Regions from separate parts of the Arachis hypogaea genome. Here region 2 is linked to region 1. A link is a contact called in public Hi-C data. All regions are on one chromosome and are shown on one strand. The core of a region is the stretch at or near the end of the contact, and the rest is flanking DNA. Distances in the headings are between cores, read along the strand shown. Region 1 holds the start of LOC112715419 (eukaryotic translation initiation factor 3 subunit F). Region 2 holds the start of LOC140175615.

Evidence for each region. A called contact is a pair of places that touch in the nucleus more often than the background predicts.
Region 2: a Hi-C map of an unstated tissue shows a contact between it and region 1, with 4 times the contacts expected there. The contact joins the promoter of LOC140175615 here to the promoter of LOC112715419 in region 1. A contact is called at or near these places in 2 of 8 Hi-C or Micro-C datasets (leaf and an unstated tissue).

Annotation. Positions count from the first base shown.
Region 1 is chr10:26,123,451-26,127,343 of arahy.Tifrunner.gnm2.J5K5, forward strand. LOC112715419 (eukaryotic translation initiation factor 3 subunit F) reads left to right here and starts at 1,932. Exons shown (of 6, transcript XM_025767187.2): 1 at 1,932-2,333; 2 at 3,595-3,674. The coding sequence starts at 2,103.
Region 2 is chr10:26,286,110-26,290,002 of arahy.Tifrunner.gnm2.J5K5, forward strand. LOC140175615 reads right to left here and starts at 1,635. Exons shown (of 2, transcript XM_072204141.1): 1 at 1,317-1,635; 2 at 502-1,070. The coding sequence starts at 1,635. The coding sequence ends at 502.

The DNA of each region.
Region 1 (3,893 bases), core at 682-3,181:
ATATGCCAAATTGCCTTTGATCGTTCACAGTCTCTAAGGCAATGCTCTATAGTCTCCTGCACCTTGTTACATCTTTTACACATATCTGAAGAAGCTAAATGCCGCTTGAATCGAAAGGTCTCAGTTGGTAGAGCATCATGTAAGCCAAGCCACATAGTAAATTTGAACTTCTCCGGAATGTTTGTATTCCACAACCAGTTCTAGTTACTATTGGCATTCCAATTTAATGTTTTCTCTAATAACCATCTATAACCCTCCCTTGCACTATACTTTTTTGTTGCTGCAGGCTACCACTCCCACTATGGCTCCAACTCAGTCGAACTAGGATATCTCAGACCACAAATAAACTGCTTAATCTCATGCGGAATAGGCGTGGTAAGACTATCAACCTTCCAAGACACCCCTTTCCACAAGTCAGCCACTATGAAATCTGATTCAGAAATATGTATAAGGAACAAGGTTGCAAAGCTTACCAAAAGGAGTCTACTCATCATACCAAATTGATTTGTGGACATCCCTAATATTCCAATGAAGCCCTTCCTTAAGATGCTCATAGGCACTAACAATGTTCTTCCAGGTAGCCGATGAAGAATTTCTACTGTTTTCGTTCATACCAGATTGATTCCTGAGATATTTATGCTTCAGAACCTGCACCCACAACTTCTCACTATTATTTAGACAATCCCATACCAACTTTTTCAGAAGCGCCATGTTAGCACAGGTAGTATCCCCAATACCCAATCCTCCTTCCATTTTAGGAGTTATGGCGACCTCCCACCTGACCAGAGGCAGCCCAATAAGATACGGAGGATTGGGTATTAGGGATACTACCTGTGCTAACATGGCGTTTCTGGGAAAGTTGGTATGAGATTGTCTAAATAATAGTGAGAAGTTGTGGGTGCAGGTTTTGAAGCATAAATATCTCAAGAATCAATCTGGTATGAACGAAAACAGTAGAAATTCTTCATCGGCTACCTGGAAGAACATTATTAGTGCCTATGAGCATCTCAAGGAAGGGTTTCATTGGAATATTGGGGATGTCTACAAATCAGTTTGGTATGATGAGCGGACTCCTTTTGGTAAGCTTTGCAACCTTGTTCCTTATGTACATATTTCTGAATTAGATTTTATAGTGACTGACTTATGAAAAAGGTGTATAAAAACTACTTATTATTTTTAGTATATAAAAAATTTTGCGTAAAAATGAGCGAATGAAAAAAATCTAACGATTTTTGATGTATAATTTTTTATATAAGTGTAAATTTTCTTATATATACAAAAATATTATAAAACTTTTTATAGTTTAAGAATTGTAAATATTATTTAATCATATTATTTTTATTATTATCTAAATTATTTGGTCTATTCTATTTATTTCTTATCTACAAATTTTAATGGTAATATTCTTTTTTATTGACTTTATACCCAACAAGTTCCAATTTCATTGTTAATTTGAACAATTTAAAAACTTCTCACATATTAATAAATTTATAAGTTACTACTTTTTTTTATGTGACCTTCTTATTTGAATTGAATTTATCATTATTTCAATTATAAAGTTCTTACACATTCGATATATATATATAGTTTTCCAGAAAACAATAACAAGAAAAAGACAACTATTTTATTTTTTAAAAATTATATAAGATGTAAAAGATAAAAGATATGATTCAGTAGTATTTCTTAAATAAAAAGGAAACAATACCAAGCTTATGAAAAAGGACATAGTACTATAGTAGACAAACTATTTACATCTAAAATTACAAGATAAGATAAGATACGAAAAATAATAAATAGTTTTTTATAAATATTATCTAAAATGGTTTAAGTTGATAAAATTATCCCTAAGTAACTAAACACTGTTTTATACGGAGTTACGGACACTTAATTATGCGTTATTATTTTAGGAAAAATAATCATATTTTACATTTATTATTTTTTTGAAAAAAGAACACCGTCTTATAAATTAGCCGAAGGCCCAATCCAAGCCCATTCCTAAAACCCTAACAAATAGCAATGTGTGTTTGTCACCGTCGTAACTCGTTTGTTGCAGCTGAGCAGTGAGTATCGAGTAGCGAATCAATCAAATTGGAGCTACGAACATGGCGGCGAGCGATCGCACAGTATTGCAGTTTTCTTCTTCGTCCTCTTCTTCGACGAGCTTGTCTGCGAGGGTGCACCCTCTGGTTGTGTTCAACATCTGCGATTGCTACGTTCGGCGCCCCGACCAAGCTGAGCGCGTCATTGGAACCCTACTCGGCTCCGTCCTCCCCGATGGCACCGTCGATATTCGCAACTCCTACGCCGTTCCTCATAATGAGTCCGTCGATCAGGTCCCTTCACCCATCCAAATCACCACTTTATTTATTTTTTTATTTCGGGAACTGTTGTGAATGGAAATTTGTTAGCTGCACATGTGATTGGAGATCAGTAGTTCTAAATCTGGATATGAATCAAGCGATTGGATTTTTATTTATAGGTTTATATTCAGTTTTTTTTCATGTTTATTCGATTTATTATTTCAGTATATGGTTTGATTTTTTTGAAATAGAGTATAAGTTGCTCCATAGTATTTCATGCTTGTGCTAAACAATATGGTAGGTAATGTTACTGGGTATTTGTTGTGTGGTTTATCACTTCATTCTCGTTATCAATTGTTTCTTCATAATTATAGATCGTAGCCTGTAGCAGTGTATGTATGTGCCTCGCACTCGATGTGGCTTCATATTGGTGAAATATTAAACTTATAGTTCGTTATGATTATGATGATGTTGATACATTTTTTTTGAACAACCAACACTGGTGAGAGAGGTTTCATGTGGTATGAGTGTCAACCTGACCGGTTTAAGCCTTGTGTGCGGCCCGAATCTTCTTTTATCTTATGGGTAGGCTTTTAGGCTAATATGGTGGATTTTTTTTACTGAAACTGAGGAAGTTACGGTAACAAACATCAGTAGATAAGAGTTTCGGCTAATCTTGTTATTGGATGTATTTTTTAGTTTACTTCTATTGTATCCTATAATTGCATTTCCTGAGTTTTCCCTCCGACTAGGTTCTATTAGGTGATGATGGCATTCTTTACTTCTGTTTTTTTCCTTTTGAAGGCAGTTCTTTTCACTTCTTGTTGATAGGGCTAATAATTTTTTCCCAAAGCTATTAGTATGACTGAATTATATAGAATTTAGAAAGGAAGCTTGAAGTGCATGATTATAAATTTGTTCTCCAGACATTAGTCAGGTATCCTCTTCAATGCATTATTGATGATACCGTTACAAGTCTGGAAAATTAATTGAGTCCATCGTTACAGATGTGATTGTTTTCAGTGCTCACATCTGCTCCATTGGGCCTCCACATCTCAAAAGTATGAGTTTTAATTTCTTTTACCAAATAAACAAAAGTGTTCATAAATTTGGTTTTCAAGAAAATGTGGGAGCACAGATATTTGGTGCACGGATAGTTGCCATTATCATATGGAATCAGGGGAAATAGTTGTAAACAAGAAATCTACTTTTGACCTTTTAATTTCCTCTTCTGGTGACTATTTAAACATTTACTCTCAAATAGATATTATAATTTTTTTTCTTTTCCTTTCAGGTTGCCCTGGATATTGAGTATCACCACAACATGTTAATATCCCACCAAAAAGTGAATCCAAAGGAAGTCATAGTTGGATGGTAAGAAAATTTACTTTAATATGGATTGTCTTAAACTTGTTGCTGAAGTGCTATGCAATAGTCTTATTGTTGAGGTGTTGACCAATAATGCTCTGAAACTCTTAGGGCCTAGGTGAAAAAAGTTTCTTGTCTTTTGGTTTTTGCAGGGCCCAGTGTTTTGTCAATTTTTGTACAGTGTTATGCAAGAAGTTATCTGAAAAATGTGTTTCCTGGAAACGT
Region 2 (3,893 bases), core at 385-2,884, 160 kb after region 1:
CCAATCAACTCTATCATAAACCTTTTCTAAATCAATCTTAAAAGCCATAGCTCCTTTTCTAGACTTTGTCCGCTTAAGAAAGTGAAGAACTTCTTGGGCGACAATAATATTATCAGGTGCTCCTCTACCATGAATAAACCCTCCCTGAGTTGGGCTAACAATCTCATCCAAAAATGGTCGTAATCTATTAACTAGCACTTTAGTCACTAGCTTATAAATTACATTACAAAGGCTTATTGGCCGAAAATCCTTCAATCTAGTTGGAGGGTCGCACTTAAGGATAAGAACAATCAAAGTTTCCAACAAAGAATGGCTTAACGTCTCACCTAAGAATGCTTTCTAAACAGTACGCCATACCTCATGACCCACCACATCCCAATATTCTTTGAAGAAAAAAACTTGAAAACCATTCGGCCAAGGAGCTTTGAACGAGCTCATATTATCCAGAGCTTCTTTAACCTCCAACATTATTACTGGTTTAGACAAATTATCACAAGCATCCTAGCTAAGAGATGGCATAGGAATTTCTCCCATGAAATTAAACTCAACAGGCTCAGTAGAACAAAAAATATTTTTGAATAAATGAGCAATCTCCCTTTGCAAAACTTTCAGATCATCAGACCAAGACCCATCACTGACAAGCAACCCATGAACCTTGTTAGATTTTCTTCTAAGGATGGTTTGCATATGGAAAAAGCTAGTATTTCTATCACAATACCGAATCCATTGATCTCTTGACTTCTGGTACCAAAACAATTCTTCCTGGGCCAAAACTATATTATACTCAGCTCTCAATTCTTCCTCTTTGTGCTTCAGAATCGAATCATCGTCAGCTTCTATTTTCCGTTGAATACGATTCAAATAACCCTCCAATTCCATCTTTTTAATAAAAATATTTCCGAAGACCGTAGAGTTGAATTCCAACAAAGCTTCTTGGACCCCCAGCAACTTTCTATGGATGCCAAAGTCTGTACTATCCCAAGATTTCTGAACAATGGCCTTGTAATCAGGATGCGTTGTCCATGCCGCCTGGAATCTAAAAGGCCGGTTTCCTTTTTTGATAGGAACTCCTTGACATCAGATAAGTAGGGGACAATGATCAGAGTGGGAACGGCTGAGAACTTCAACAAAAACTTCTGGAAAAAGAAGGTGTCATTCTGTAGTACAGCAAGCTCTATCCAATCTCTTTGCAATTTTTTTGTTTTCTTGAATTTTACGGAACCAAGTAAACCGTCTTTCAGAGGTTGTCAGATCAAAAAGACCACAAGAATCTAGAGTACTTACAAAGATACTACTGCGATTTGAATAGAAATTACCCCCCTTCACCTCATAAACACTCAAAATATCATTAAAATCCCCAACCACCACCCGCGGGTCCTGAATGCACAAACCAATATCAAGTAGATGACTCCATAATTCTACTCTATTAGTGGCTTGAGGGCTACCATAAACCGCACTGCAGATCCATCTTTGCCCACCACCATCAATTTCCAAAGTTACACATTGATTCATAGCCCAAAGAATTTTACAAGAAAAATTTAAATTAGCAAAGTGGAACCAAATTCTTCCCTTGTGTCCAACAGCATCTACAATCCCTACAGGATAATAGCCTAATCTCCCCCAAAATTCTTTCATAGTTTCAAACCCAATATGAGTTTTCACCAAAATAAAAAAAAGTTGGTTAAAATTTCCGTACCAACTCCTTACAGTGTACCCGAGACATCTTATTTGACGCCCCCTAACATTCCAACTAATAATATTTAAATGGTCAGAATCCATAAAAAATAAATTAAATAATTGGAAAGTTTAATCATTCTACCTCACGTTGATGGACCCCTGTCTCCAAGTGTCTCCTTATGGACTTGCACCGCAGAACCATCATTCTTCTGTTGAGGTTGGGTCTCCAAGTTTGTTGTTGCACTAACTTTATCAAGCTCTTTTTGTACTCGAGAGTCCATTGACAATGCTTCAGTAGGTGAGTTTTGAAGTGAAATAGAACGCTGCCTTTTGTGCCCTGCTTTAAAAAAGGGAGTACTTTGATCCTTGAAAGCCACCTGAGTTGTTCCCAAAGAGCCAAGCGTGGATGGAGGATCTTTCTTTTCCTTAGGCCCCACCTTTGCATTTGATAAGGACTTCACCTTATTAGACCCAAAAGAAAATTTCTTACTCACCAAATTGGAGCATATTGCTACATTGGCTTTTTTTGGCACCACATTGTGGCCTTTACCCACTTTTTCCTTGCCTTTTCTACTAACTGTTTTGCACGAGTATCCCTTTCTATATGTGAGTCTTGCAAATTATCATGCACAAGATCTGCTGCAACATGCTTCTCCATAATTGGAATTAATTTGGCATTAATTTTAAATTCAAAAGTTAAATTTTGCTTTTTTTTACTAGGATTTGACTATCTTCCACCATTTTCTCGTTGTTATCTACACGAAAAAGTGACGGCAAATTTTTCTCCTTCACCGTGCTTTCCTTCCCAATGCCATTGTTGTTCTCTTTCGCACATTCTCTTGTTACATGCCCAAAGCAGCTACATTTTTCACAAATTAAATTCAAGTGCTCATATTGTATGTCATACATATGACCATCAACCTGAATTTTTTTATAACTAAAAGTCCCAAGTTAATTTGCACACATGCTCTTGCATACTTTCCCCTCTCTACAGACTTGGTGGCTAAGTCGATGCGGATCGGTTTGCCAACAGCTGACGCAATCATTTTCATGGCTCTCTCTTGATAATAGTTAATGTTTAAACTTGTGATTCTTATCCAAACCATGGTAGACCCAACAGTATTTTCACAAGGTCTGAATGAAGAACTCCAAGGTTTAACCGCAACATAGCTTCTAGTAATCATCCACGGTCCTCCAAGGAGAACTTTCTCTCTATCCTCCAAGAGATCAAATTTGACTAAGAAATAGCCAAAACCGACATCTAGTACCTCATATCCTCCTTTGGTTCTCCAGACACCTTTAAGCCTGTGCGTGATCGCTGTATAGCTAAATTTTTTTCCAAAAACTTTGATCACGATGACATCTTTGTAGGGCTTTGCCAATATCTCTTTTGCTTCCTCAGTGAACGTCACAGTTGGTATCTCTGAATCGCCTTGCTTACCAACTACTGTAGCCATCTTATCCCCGTCAAGAGAATCAGCAACCTCCAAAGCTCTCCTTGCTGAGGCACCAACAACTTTATCTCTGAACGATATCTGCTGACTTTGAGTCTTGTTACCATCTCTTTTAATCCCCTCCTTTTCACCTGATGCATACACCCTTCCGCTCTCCCCCTATTGCTTCCGCCGACATGGCCGGCTGCCTCGCTATGTGCCACCCTCGAAAACTCTCCCCCGCCCTCCCCACTCTCCATTTCATGTACTCTCATGTACTCTCTCGTACTAGGGTTTGTAAAGAATTCTAATTCTTACAATCTTCTTATATTTGGCTTTATATATACACGGCGTCTTTTACCGTTTTCACTCAGTGAAAATACTGAAAAACTGTCATCCTGATGAACGTCTGTAAGAAAGGAAAAAGAGAGAAATCAGTCTTAAAGTTCAACTCTACCATAACCAAAATTCATTATGCTAACTAATTCAGGTATGAAAATCACAACTTTTAAGAACCTAATTAATGCTTCCGCTAAATTAAGTTTACATGTGCTATCACAGCATGTGTTTTGAAAGTATGTGATTTTCTCTGATTTAATTATGATGTCCACAATGTTTTTGATTAATTATTTATAGTAGGATTTTAATTAAGTGGCTTTCAATTTTCATGCTATCAAAACTGTATATTTGTGATGGTATATGTTCTACATGTTTTCTTCTGTATATTTTAATTTGACCATAAATTATACTCATATATGAATTTAATCTTGAGTTTATGTTTAG